2 separate regions of the Ctenopharyngodon idella genome follow, and region 1 is linked to region 2. A link is a contact called in public Hi-C data. All regions are on one chromosome and are shown on one strand. The core of a region is the stretch at or near the end of the contact, and the rest is flanking DNA. Distances in the headings are between cores, read along the strand shown.

Evidence for each region. Hi-C and Micro-C count contacts between places; a contact is called where the count stands out from the background.
Region 1: a contact with region 2 is called in a Hi-C map of muscle, with 7 times the contacts expected there. The contact joins the promoter of LOC127498322 here to the promoter of meis2a in region 2. A contact is called at or near these places in 2 of 2 Hi-C or Micro-C datasets (both in muscle).

The regions. Positions count from the first base shown.
Region 1 is chr17:32,880,364-32,885,337 of HZGC01, forward strand. It overlaps LOC127498322 (serine/threonine-protein kinase Nek9), which reads left to right and starts at 2,000. Exons shown (of 23, transcript XM_051867574.1): 1 at 2,000-3,206. The coding sequence starts at 3,021. It overlaps dph6 (diphthamine biosynthesis 6), which reads left to right. Exons shown (of 15, transcript XM_051867575.1): 15 at 1-921.
Region 2 is chr17:32,477,345-32,482,641 of HZGC01, forward strand. meis2a (Meis homeobox 2a) reads left to right here and starts at 1,558. Exons shown (of 13, transcript XM_051868235.1): 1 at 1,558-2,141; 2 at 2,456-2,676; 3 at 3,146-3,287; 4 at 3,533-3,583; 5 at 4,010-4,060; 6 at 4,575-4,724. The coding sequence starts at 2,130. LOC127498643 (a long non-coding RNA gene) reads right to left here and starts at 1,087. Exons shown (of 2, transcript XR_007925938.1): 1 at 1-1,087.

The DNA of each region.
Region 1 (4,974 bases), core at 750-3,249, 400 kb after region 2:
TGTGAATGATTGAAGGCTAATTTGCATATTCATGGAAATTCATTTCTGTATTAAAACACAGGCAAAAAAGAGGCAGAAACAAGCAATAGAAGCAATGCTGACGCAACATGTTAAATAATCAAGCAGTCAATTCATCGACTGGCCGCTAGAGACAGGCTCCAAAAGGGAGTCAATCCCATAGACCCCCCATGTTAAAATGCCCAACTTTACAGCAGAAAAAATTTTTTGCAGCCTGGTACAAAAAGTGGTTTTGGTCTATACAGCTAATTTTGCCCTTCATGACAACTGTGAGGGGGGTGAATTTTTTATAACTCATCCTGTTTAAATTATATTAAGCCTTAAAGTTCTGCATAATTAAGGGTGTGGTCACTTGAGTGACAGGTGGATTGCCAGCTGCTGTCACTACTAGCTGTTTGTCTGTTAGCTCCACCCACGCCCCGCCTCTTTGCCCATTTTCGGTTATCTGGGAGTGACGCGCTGCTGAGATGGCAGCCGGCTCCACCCACTTTGCGCTTCAAAAATGCTCTTCAGAAACACACAGGTGACGTCAGGGACACTACATCCATGTTTTATACAGTCTATGAAAATAACGCGATCATCAGACATTAAACAGCATTTACATCAAAACTTCTCAACGTTACTGAATGAAATGTCAAACCCATGAAGAGGAAACGACTGTGAAGCTTTGAGGGTGTTGATGGACTCGATCTACTCCATCTGTGTTTTGATCATCGTTCCCATCCGGATGAAGACTTTGACAAAAATTCAATTTTCTGTTTTTTGTTCAAAATGTTGCTTTGTTTTATTTTTTATAAAACTTACATTTAAGTGTCGATAAAAAAAAAAGATTAAAAATATATGAATATGAAAAAAATTAAAATCATGAAGCTAGAATAAAATGGGTTTGTTTGTTTGAAAGCAGAGGCTCTGTTTCTTTTAATGTATTGCATGTTCAGATATTAATACAATAAAATGTTCCAAACATCAGAAATTAAGTTAGAGGTGATATTCACAGGATATATATGTCGACATAACTCCTTCAATTCTGTGTAATATTTTAAAGGATACCTCTCAAACTTTATTTGTTATTGCCTTTACTTTTTTTTTTTTTACACTTGTTTTCATATTTAGATGACTGTTGAACATGGCACATATCTTTTCAACAACACATTTCTAATATATCCATTACTGCATTTATCTTTTGCAATATTAATGTCACCATTACATATATCAAGTGATGTGTTCTTGGTCAGTGTTAACAGAGGAAAATCCAGAGTTTCGTAACAATAATGTAAAGATAATAGCACAGGAATCTTGAGTTTGGTAAAAGCAGACCTCATTCATTAATCAACCGACTAACAGACTAAGTATACCACTGTCACACAAGATACTTTTTATATAAGATATCTCTATTATTCCATTCAAAATACAGATGCGGTGAAACATTTTGCTTATAAACTAATTGCCAAGACAGCAGTGGCTGCTTATGGACATTTGCCAGTTTAATTGGGATTCTATTTTCAATAGAAAAATTACATTTTGAAAGAAAATTAATGCCACACAAAGAATCAAATATAAAATTGGGGAAAATACTCTGTGTGTGTGTGTGTGTGTGTGTGTGTGTGTGTGTGTGTGTGTGTGTGTGTGTGTGTGTTTAGAGAAGAGTCTGTAATGTATTCAGTGGAGTGTGTCGCCCTCATGTGGCTGCTATCAATGTTGCTCTCTGTGAAAATATCGTATTAAACTGCAAGATTCTTAAGCCTGACATATGAAATAATACTCTCTCTTTATATCTCTCTCTTTATATATATATATATATGTGTGTGTGTGTGTGTGTAGAGAGAGAGAGACGTCCACCTTCAGCTCTTATATATCAGACTTGAGTTCCAACCCTGCTCCAACACACCTGTCTGTAATTATCAAGCAACCCTGAACACCTTGATTAGCTGGTTCAGGTGTGTTTGATTGGGGTTGGAGCTGAAATATGCAGGATGGTAGCTCTCCAGGAGCAGGATTGGACACTCCTGGTCTAAACTATCAATCAGACGACAGAATGACTGTGTACGGGTTTAACAGATCATGTTGATCATTTAGAGGACTTAGAAATGTGCGTATCATACAGCAGGCTTTATAGGGTTAATTATATCCTAGAAGTTGTTAACTATAAAACATATTTGAACTATATTCTTTTGCATATGTTTGTCAGTTGTAATCAGTTTGTGTCTTATGTGGTGTAAAACGATCCTGTTTGTTCTTAATTCCCTCTGTCAGAATGTGTGATGCCAGATCATATTCTGACAGCTCATTTAGTCAGTGTAATATGTGGTTGTTTATGAGAACTAGAACTCGTCAGCTGTTATGAAATACAGATGAGTTGTGCTGTAATATATATGGACAGTTTGAAGTGTGAGCTGATATACTGCCGTCGACAATGATCAAATCAAATCAAAAACACACTCGATAAAATCAGTTTCATAGAAAGTATAGCTTTTTCTTGACAAGAATTTGAGTCTGAGGAATTTTATTTTATTATTATTTTTTTTAAAATATTGTTTATTTCACTTGTCGTATGTAGGGTGGCGGGTATTTTAAATATTTTGTAATAAAAAAAATCGATCTATTTATTTTATGCTGTCACGATATTTTGAAATAAAAGCCCGTGAGCAGAAAGCGAGTCACTTCCGGTTCCTGCATCGCTTGTTGTTTCTATCCGAATCGACTCTCAAAGATTCATTCGATTCGCTTGATGAATATACATGCTTGTTCAAAACAAACGAATGAATGAATCGATTCACTGTCGGAAATGACTCCCAGCAGCAACTTCGTCTTGTGTAGTTCAGTTCGGAAAAGAAGAAACGGAGCACGAGGAAAGTAGTTTAATGTAAAGACCAAAAGTGTGTCTTTACGCGCGACTTTTGCAGTGCAGATGTGTGTGGTTTGAGGCGATCTTTGAGGTGAACTGAAGCAGGCCCAGATCAAACACGCGTTATTGTGAGTCGTGTTGAGTGTGTGTATGTAAGATGTCTCTGGAGGAGTATGAGAGGCATTACGCCTCTTTAAACTCAGAGTCTGGATGCGAATCTGTCAATGGAAGATCGTCAACATCTGGAACTTACGGTGGAGAAGAGGAGAAACTGCATTACATTCCCATTCGAGTGCTGGGAAAGGGCGCTTTTGGAGAAGCGACTCTGTACAGACGCACTGAGGTGAGCAGCTCTGAATATGATATATATTTATCATTGCTCCGATTTCGCAGGATTTAAGAGCAAACGTCACTGAACTCTGTTCTGATTGGTGGATTTGGGTGTTCTGTCACGCCCACTAATAATGAGGGGCTTTATATTCCAGCAGTACAGCTTAGGGATGGGCAATAACAAACTTTTTTAATATACAATTTTAATGATGCGATACTTTACAAATGTAATGATACCGATACTTTCTGTTACAATTTTAATGAGACCGATACTTTACACATTTAATGATACTGATACTTTTTGTTACAATTTTAATGATAAGATACTTTTTATTACAGTTTTAATGATACCGATATTTTACAAATTTAATGATACTGATACTTTTTGTTACAATTTTAATATACTTTTTGTTACAGTTTTAATGATACCGATACTTTCGTTACAATTTTTACTATATGATACTTTAAAAATTTAATGATACTTTTGTTGCAATTTTAATGATACAGATACTTTACAAATTTAATGATACCTATCCTTTTTTACAATTTTATTGATACGATACTTTTTGTTACAGTTTCAATGATACTGATACTTTTGTTAGTTTTAACGAGACTGATACTTTACAAATTTAAATATACTTCTAATTTTTGTTACAGTTTTAATGATACTGATACTTTACAAATTTAATGATACTGATACTTTTGTTACAATTTTAATGAGACCGATACTTTAATTACAATTTTTACGATACCGATACTTTACAAATTTAATGATAGATACTTTTGTTACAATTTTAACAATACCGATATTTTACAAATTTAATGATACTGATACTTTTTGTTACAATTTTAATGAGACCGATACTTTACACATTTAATGATACTGATACTTTTTGTTACAATTTTAATGATAAGATACTTTTTATTACAGTTTTAATGATACCAATACTTTTGTTACAATTTTAAATAGACCGATACTTTACAAATTTAATACTTAATTTTTGTTACAATTTTAACGATACCAATACTTTGCAAATTTAATGATACTGATACTTTTTGTTACAATTTTAATGATGCCGATACTTTACAAATTTAATGATACCCATCCTTTTTTACAAATTTATTGATGCGATACTTTTTGTTACATTTTTAATGATACCAATACTTTTGTTAGCTTAAACGAGACTGATACTTTACAAATTTAATTATACTTATAATTTTTGTTACAGTTTTAATGATACCGATATTTTACAAATTTAATGATACTGATACTTTTTGTTACAATTTTAATATACTTTTTGTTACAGTTGTAATGATACCGATACTTTCGTTACAATTTTTACTATATGATACTTTACAAATTTAATGATAGATACTTTTGTTGCAATTTTAATGATACAGATACTTTACAAATTTAATGATACCTATCCTTTTTTACAATTTTATTGATACGATACTTTTTGTTACAGTTTTAATGATACCAATACTTTTGTTAGCTTAAACGAGACTGATACTTTACAAATTTAAATATACTTCTAATTTTTGTTACAGTTTTAATGATACTGATACTTTTTGTTACAATTTTAACAATATGATACTTTTGTTACAGTTTTAATGATACCGATACTTTAATTACAATTTTTACGATACCGATACTTTACAAATTTAATGATAGATACTTTTGTTACAATTTTAACAATACCGATATTTTACAAATTTAATGATACTGATACTTTTTGTTACAATTTTAATGATACCGATACTTTCGTTACAATTTTTAC
Region 2 (5,297 bases), core at 308-2,807:
AAAGCCATCTTCTGCCCGAGCCACGGATCCACGTTCACAACACTGATTTTAGCTGTTTTAAAGTCTCTAAGCACGAGTTTGTTCAGTCGGTAGGCTCTTTAAAAAAAAAACTAAATATTTTTATTTCATGGATTTATTAACATGGACGAAGCGAAGATGGTATTTTAAACAATTTTGAAACCGAAAGCGTGTTTTTCTATGTCAGTAAAGTTTCTTTTCGGCTGAAATTATTAGCCGTTGTTTCGGAAAAATGCGGATTTTATATCCTAAAACTGAAAAGTAAACCAGTTCGCATCATAGGCTACTCATCAATTTGTAGCCTTAAATCAAAGCGAAAACGTTAATATGAATAACAGAGCGTTTTCTCAAGGCACTGATTTACTGTGTGATTTTTATAGATTTTAATTAATAAAGTTATAGCTGTTCAAATCTTTTTTTTTTTTCCTGCTGTGATTGTGCAGATCAGCAGTATCACGCGCACTTTTCCCGCGCCGCGGCAGGCTCAATTCTATAAGGATGCGATCGACTTACCCACATTTATCCGATCACGCGTTTGTATAGAAATGGTCCTCATCTTCTTCCTCACGATGAAGCAGTGGTCAGACAGCACGCGCTCTGTGTCCACTGCAGTCGCTATTGCACAGTGAACCCTTCACTTCTACTTTCTCCTCATGTTCTTCCCTCCCCTCTGTCATTAACAGAGCAGTTGTTGCATTTATGAAATCCGTTTTAATTGCCGGCTTCATTAGAACACGAGCCCGCGGTTCGGGCGTCTGTGTTGGAGCGGCTTTTTGACCTTGTTTGTTGAGGTCTGCTCGATCCTGGACGAGTTCAGCTCCACTAGCCCGACGTGAATTGTTAATTTCAACAACAAAACAACAACTCACTGAGCTCTAAATGTAGACATTTATGTAAAAAGCGATCGATACGACGATGATGTCACATGTGCCGCGATGTAGGCTATATGTTCATTGATGAGGAGTAGTATTTTAAGGGTCTGTTTGTGGTATTAGGGGCCATCTGTAGCACAATCAATATCATTGCTCCTCCTCTGAAACTTCAGGCCTTCCTAATGATTGATGATCTTGGGGCTCTTTGATAATTGAGCAGCGCGATGCACGGCTCACATTTCAATCTCGAAACGCTATTGGACTAAAGATAGTTTCCATAAAACCTCTTTTATTCCTTCAGCCTTGTGGAAAAGTTCACTTTATTCTCCGTCTAAATAACAATTTTTGTGCCTCGCACAAGAACAAGGGGATATGACACTCGATATCAGTTGTACGCATTACACAAAAAAGTCGTGTTAAAAAGATTTTCCTTTTGTGCAATAAAGATACTTATTCGACGTTTGGATGCCTGCCCATCGCGCGGTGTCTCATTTTCTCAGTGTATGTGAGTGGGATCTGCGGTGGCTCCCCCCTCGCGCACTGGACGCTCGCCTCTCGCGCAGGGTTTGGCGTGGAGCTCGTGCAGGACTGGCTGTGCTCAGCGCCACTTCCGGCTTCCGTCATTTCATTCTCCCGCCGATGCGCGCAGCTCAACTCACTGTGTTCTATAAGCGAGCGAGCGGCCGACCTGCCAACACTCACTGACACTCACTCATCTCAGACCGCGCAAGAGATCGCCGCATTTTTTTAAAAACTCTTCTCTTTTCCCTTTTTTTTTTTTTTTTACAGTAGTAATAAAACAAGAAAGCGGACCGGAGGCATAAAGAAGACAGGGACTTGTGGGATGAAAACGGGGCTAAAAAGATTCATCCTCTCTTGAACATCATCACCAACCATCATTCATTCATTACCTTGACAACCTCTGGCTTTGATTGACAGCTGGAGTGGCAAAAAGCCATGAGACACGACAGTTTAGTTACATGCAGGTTGTTGATGGGCCGGCTGTAACCTTCAGTTTGGTGCTTGACTTTTTTTTCTTTCTTTTCTGGGGGGCAAAGAGGAAAAGAAGAATAATTGCAAAACTCTTCCCGATGCCTGCGCTCTTTCTCAGCCATACTGGAAAATAGGAGAATTCGGCAAGTTGCTTGAAAAAGGGATCTTTGCAGCGCATGAGTTTGTGAGCGGACTGGGAAATTAAATCTACGACACAGATCCAGAGGTTTATTGGAGCGCAGGCTGATGGCGCAAAGGGTAGGTTTAAAATCTCCAACACTCACCTCCACTAATACACTATCTATCACAGGCCTCGACTGTCGCCTCACGCGCAAAACTACTTCAGTCTGACGCACTTTGTTGGGAATATTCGCCGCGTCTCATCGCCCGAGCTCCGCTTTTAAAGACACGCTTTACTCGGGGAAGCACAACTTTACCATGTTTTTGGTAATTACGAGCAAATATGCCAGCAAACTTTAGTCTCGCGCGACGCCTTTCTTCTTATTTTTCCACGGTATCGCTCTTTCTTCTGCAGCATTGTGTTTTATTGTGACTTTCTGCTTCTCTTTCAGTACGATGAGTTGGCTCATTACGGCGGCATGGACGGGGTGGGTATGTACGGAGATCCTCACGCGCCTCGGCCGCTCCCGCAGGTCCATCATCTGAATCACGGACCGCCGCTCCACGCCAGCCAGCATTACGGCACACATGCCCCCCATCCCAATGTCATGCCCACCAGCATGGGCTCGGCTGTCAACGACGTGTTAAAGAGGGATAAAGATCAAATTTACGGGTGAGTTCTATATTAATAGCGGATCCGTGAATTCCTTCGGTCGGCTTCTCTTTCCCGTAATAGTTTTTCCAGAACTTTAATAGGATTTATTCTGTATACGGTGCTTTGCTAGAATTGCTGGCACAATTTTAATCTACTTCACTTTGATTTGTGTTTTTTTTTTTTTTATTTATTTGGCACTTACTTTCTGCACTTATTTTTTTTTTGACGGCGCTTGCTGCTTTAATTTCACTTAAGTTCAAAATCACTGCAGAGCTACAAAACCCGATGTCTAAACGCAGTTTTTTCATAAACATTTACTCAACTGTAGTATCTGAATATTTCGAATTTCCGCTTCACTTAAGCCGCTTTGTTTTTAGGACGCAAAGCCGAATTATTCCTCGAACTGTTACACACTCTTCCTCGTATTATTCGTCGGTGAAATCTGAACCGAGCGCTCTGAAAGGTTCGTGTGTTGTTGTTCCTGCAGTCACCCTCTGTTTCCTCTGCTGGCTCTGGTCTTTGAGAAGTGCGAGCTGGCCACATGCACTCCCCGCGAGCCCGGGGTGGCGGGAGGAGACGTGTGCTCCTCCGACTCCTTCAACGAGGACATCGCTGTCTTCGCCAAACAGGTCACTCACGACTCATCTACCCTTGTCCATACGTGTTGAAAACATTCAAATAAACAAAGATAGAAGTAATCGCCCTTTTCATTTTAAGACCGCTAACCATATTTCCATCAATACAGTGTTTAACCAGATTAGTAACGATTGCAATTTTAATGCATCTTTGCCCTTTCATTAAAACACAATTATTAAATTACTGCACATATTCTCATCGATTGCTATTAACCCCGATTTTTTTGTTTGTGTTTTAGGTCCGCGCAGAAAAACCTTTATTTTCTTCAAATCCAGAATTGGATAATTTGGTAAGATAACACATCAGCACTGATTCTTTTCACAATAGCCGTGCAATCGAAATCTCTTAAATGAGTGTCACTCATTATTTTCGAGATTTTTTTGCATTGGATCTGGAGATAGTGAAAGTAAATACGAGGGATTTGATGTGTGACAGGACTGTTTGAAGTGGAGGGTATTATAGTGAAAAAGTCACTCATTATAGGGCTGATATCACCATCAACCCCTTAGCACTTTACACAGGCCAGTAATTCCACGTGCAATTTTTTTAAATATCAAAAATAATTGCTTATTATTTTTTTCAAGCACATTATTAACTCTTGAATTATTTCTTATGATTGGGATGGTTTTTGTTCACTACAAAATGTTGTGTAACGAATACTAAAATTAAAATGTAAAGAAGGGATACAGCTAACGACGTCCATTTCTCTTCACAGATGATACAAGCCATACAAGTATTACGGTTTCATCTTTTGGAGTTAGAAAAGGTAATTTTTTTTTATTGATTTGGATTGATAATAATTTGGATGAACTTACTGCGCTCATCACCAATCTGTGATTTATTTATTTATTTATTTAATAAATAATTCAGATTTGGTACTTCTTGATGTAATAAAAAAATAGCGATATTATTTGACAAAATTACCCCGAAAGTAATTTGTTATTAAAACAATGTTACCAGTTAATTATAATTCATATGAATTAATCCATATTCCGTAGATGTAAGCGTAATGTGACATAGAAATATTCTTACTTATTTCAAATAAATGAATAATTTCACGGACAAGTTATATTTTCTGCGAAATGTTGACTAAGACTTTCCTATCTTATTTTATCGTCTCTCGCGTTTATTTTTGTCGATGAACTTGTTGCGTGGGTCTCTGGAGAATCATTTGCATTGCTGCAATTTCTCTATTGTTTTCCTGCCTTTGCTCATAATGTCCTCTAATTGTGCTTATTTCTGGACCGGCTGTTGAAAGAGCTTTTTTTCCTCTGCTCAAGGTGCACGAACTCTGCGACAATTTCTGCCATCGGTACATCAGTTGTTTGAAAGGAAAAATGCCCATAGATTTAGTGATTGATGAACGGGATGGCAGCTCAAAATCAGACCACGAGGAACTCTCGGGATCTTCAACTAACTTAGCCGATCATGTAAGTAACCGGATGGTTTAATTGTTTTTTGTCTGCACTGATTACCCCCAAAAATAGTAAGCTAATGTGAGTGATACAAATGAGTGATAAAATAGGCTATAAGATGTCTTTAAATCAGCTTGAGTGGTAAAATGGACTGTGCTGAAAGTTTCAAGCGAATCTTCTGAACTTGTGCATTATTGTGAGCAAACACGGCGTGTGTCGGACAATATCTCCATTATTTATATTTAACGCTAGTAGTTGGTGTCGCTACTATTAGGCTAAGTTTTGTATTTCGGTATGTCTGTATCATTTGGGCTGTTGCGTTGATCTCGAATTGCACATGACTGTTTTAAACAAATTATTAACTGAGTCATGGATATGATGGCGTTATAGTTTAGTTGATTCCGATTTAATAATGTTATGTGAACACTATTTTGTTTAAAGTATTGCACAGTCAAGTATATAATGTGCTCCCCCGTAATTTGCAAGGATGATGTTGTTGATGTGTTTAATTGTCTCTTATTGATTTTTGTTGTGGTTTGAGTCCGTTTTACAGGCCCGATGCTCCATTATAGTCAATTCAACGACGAC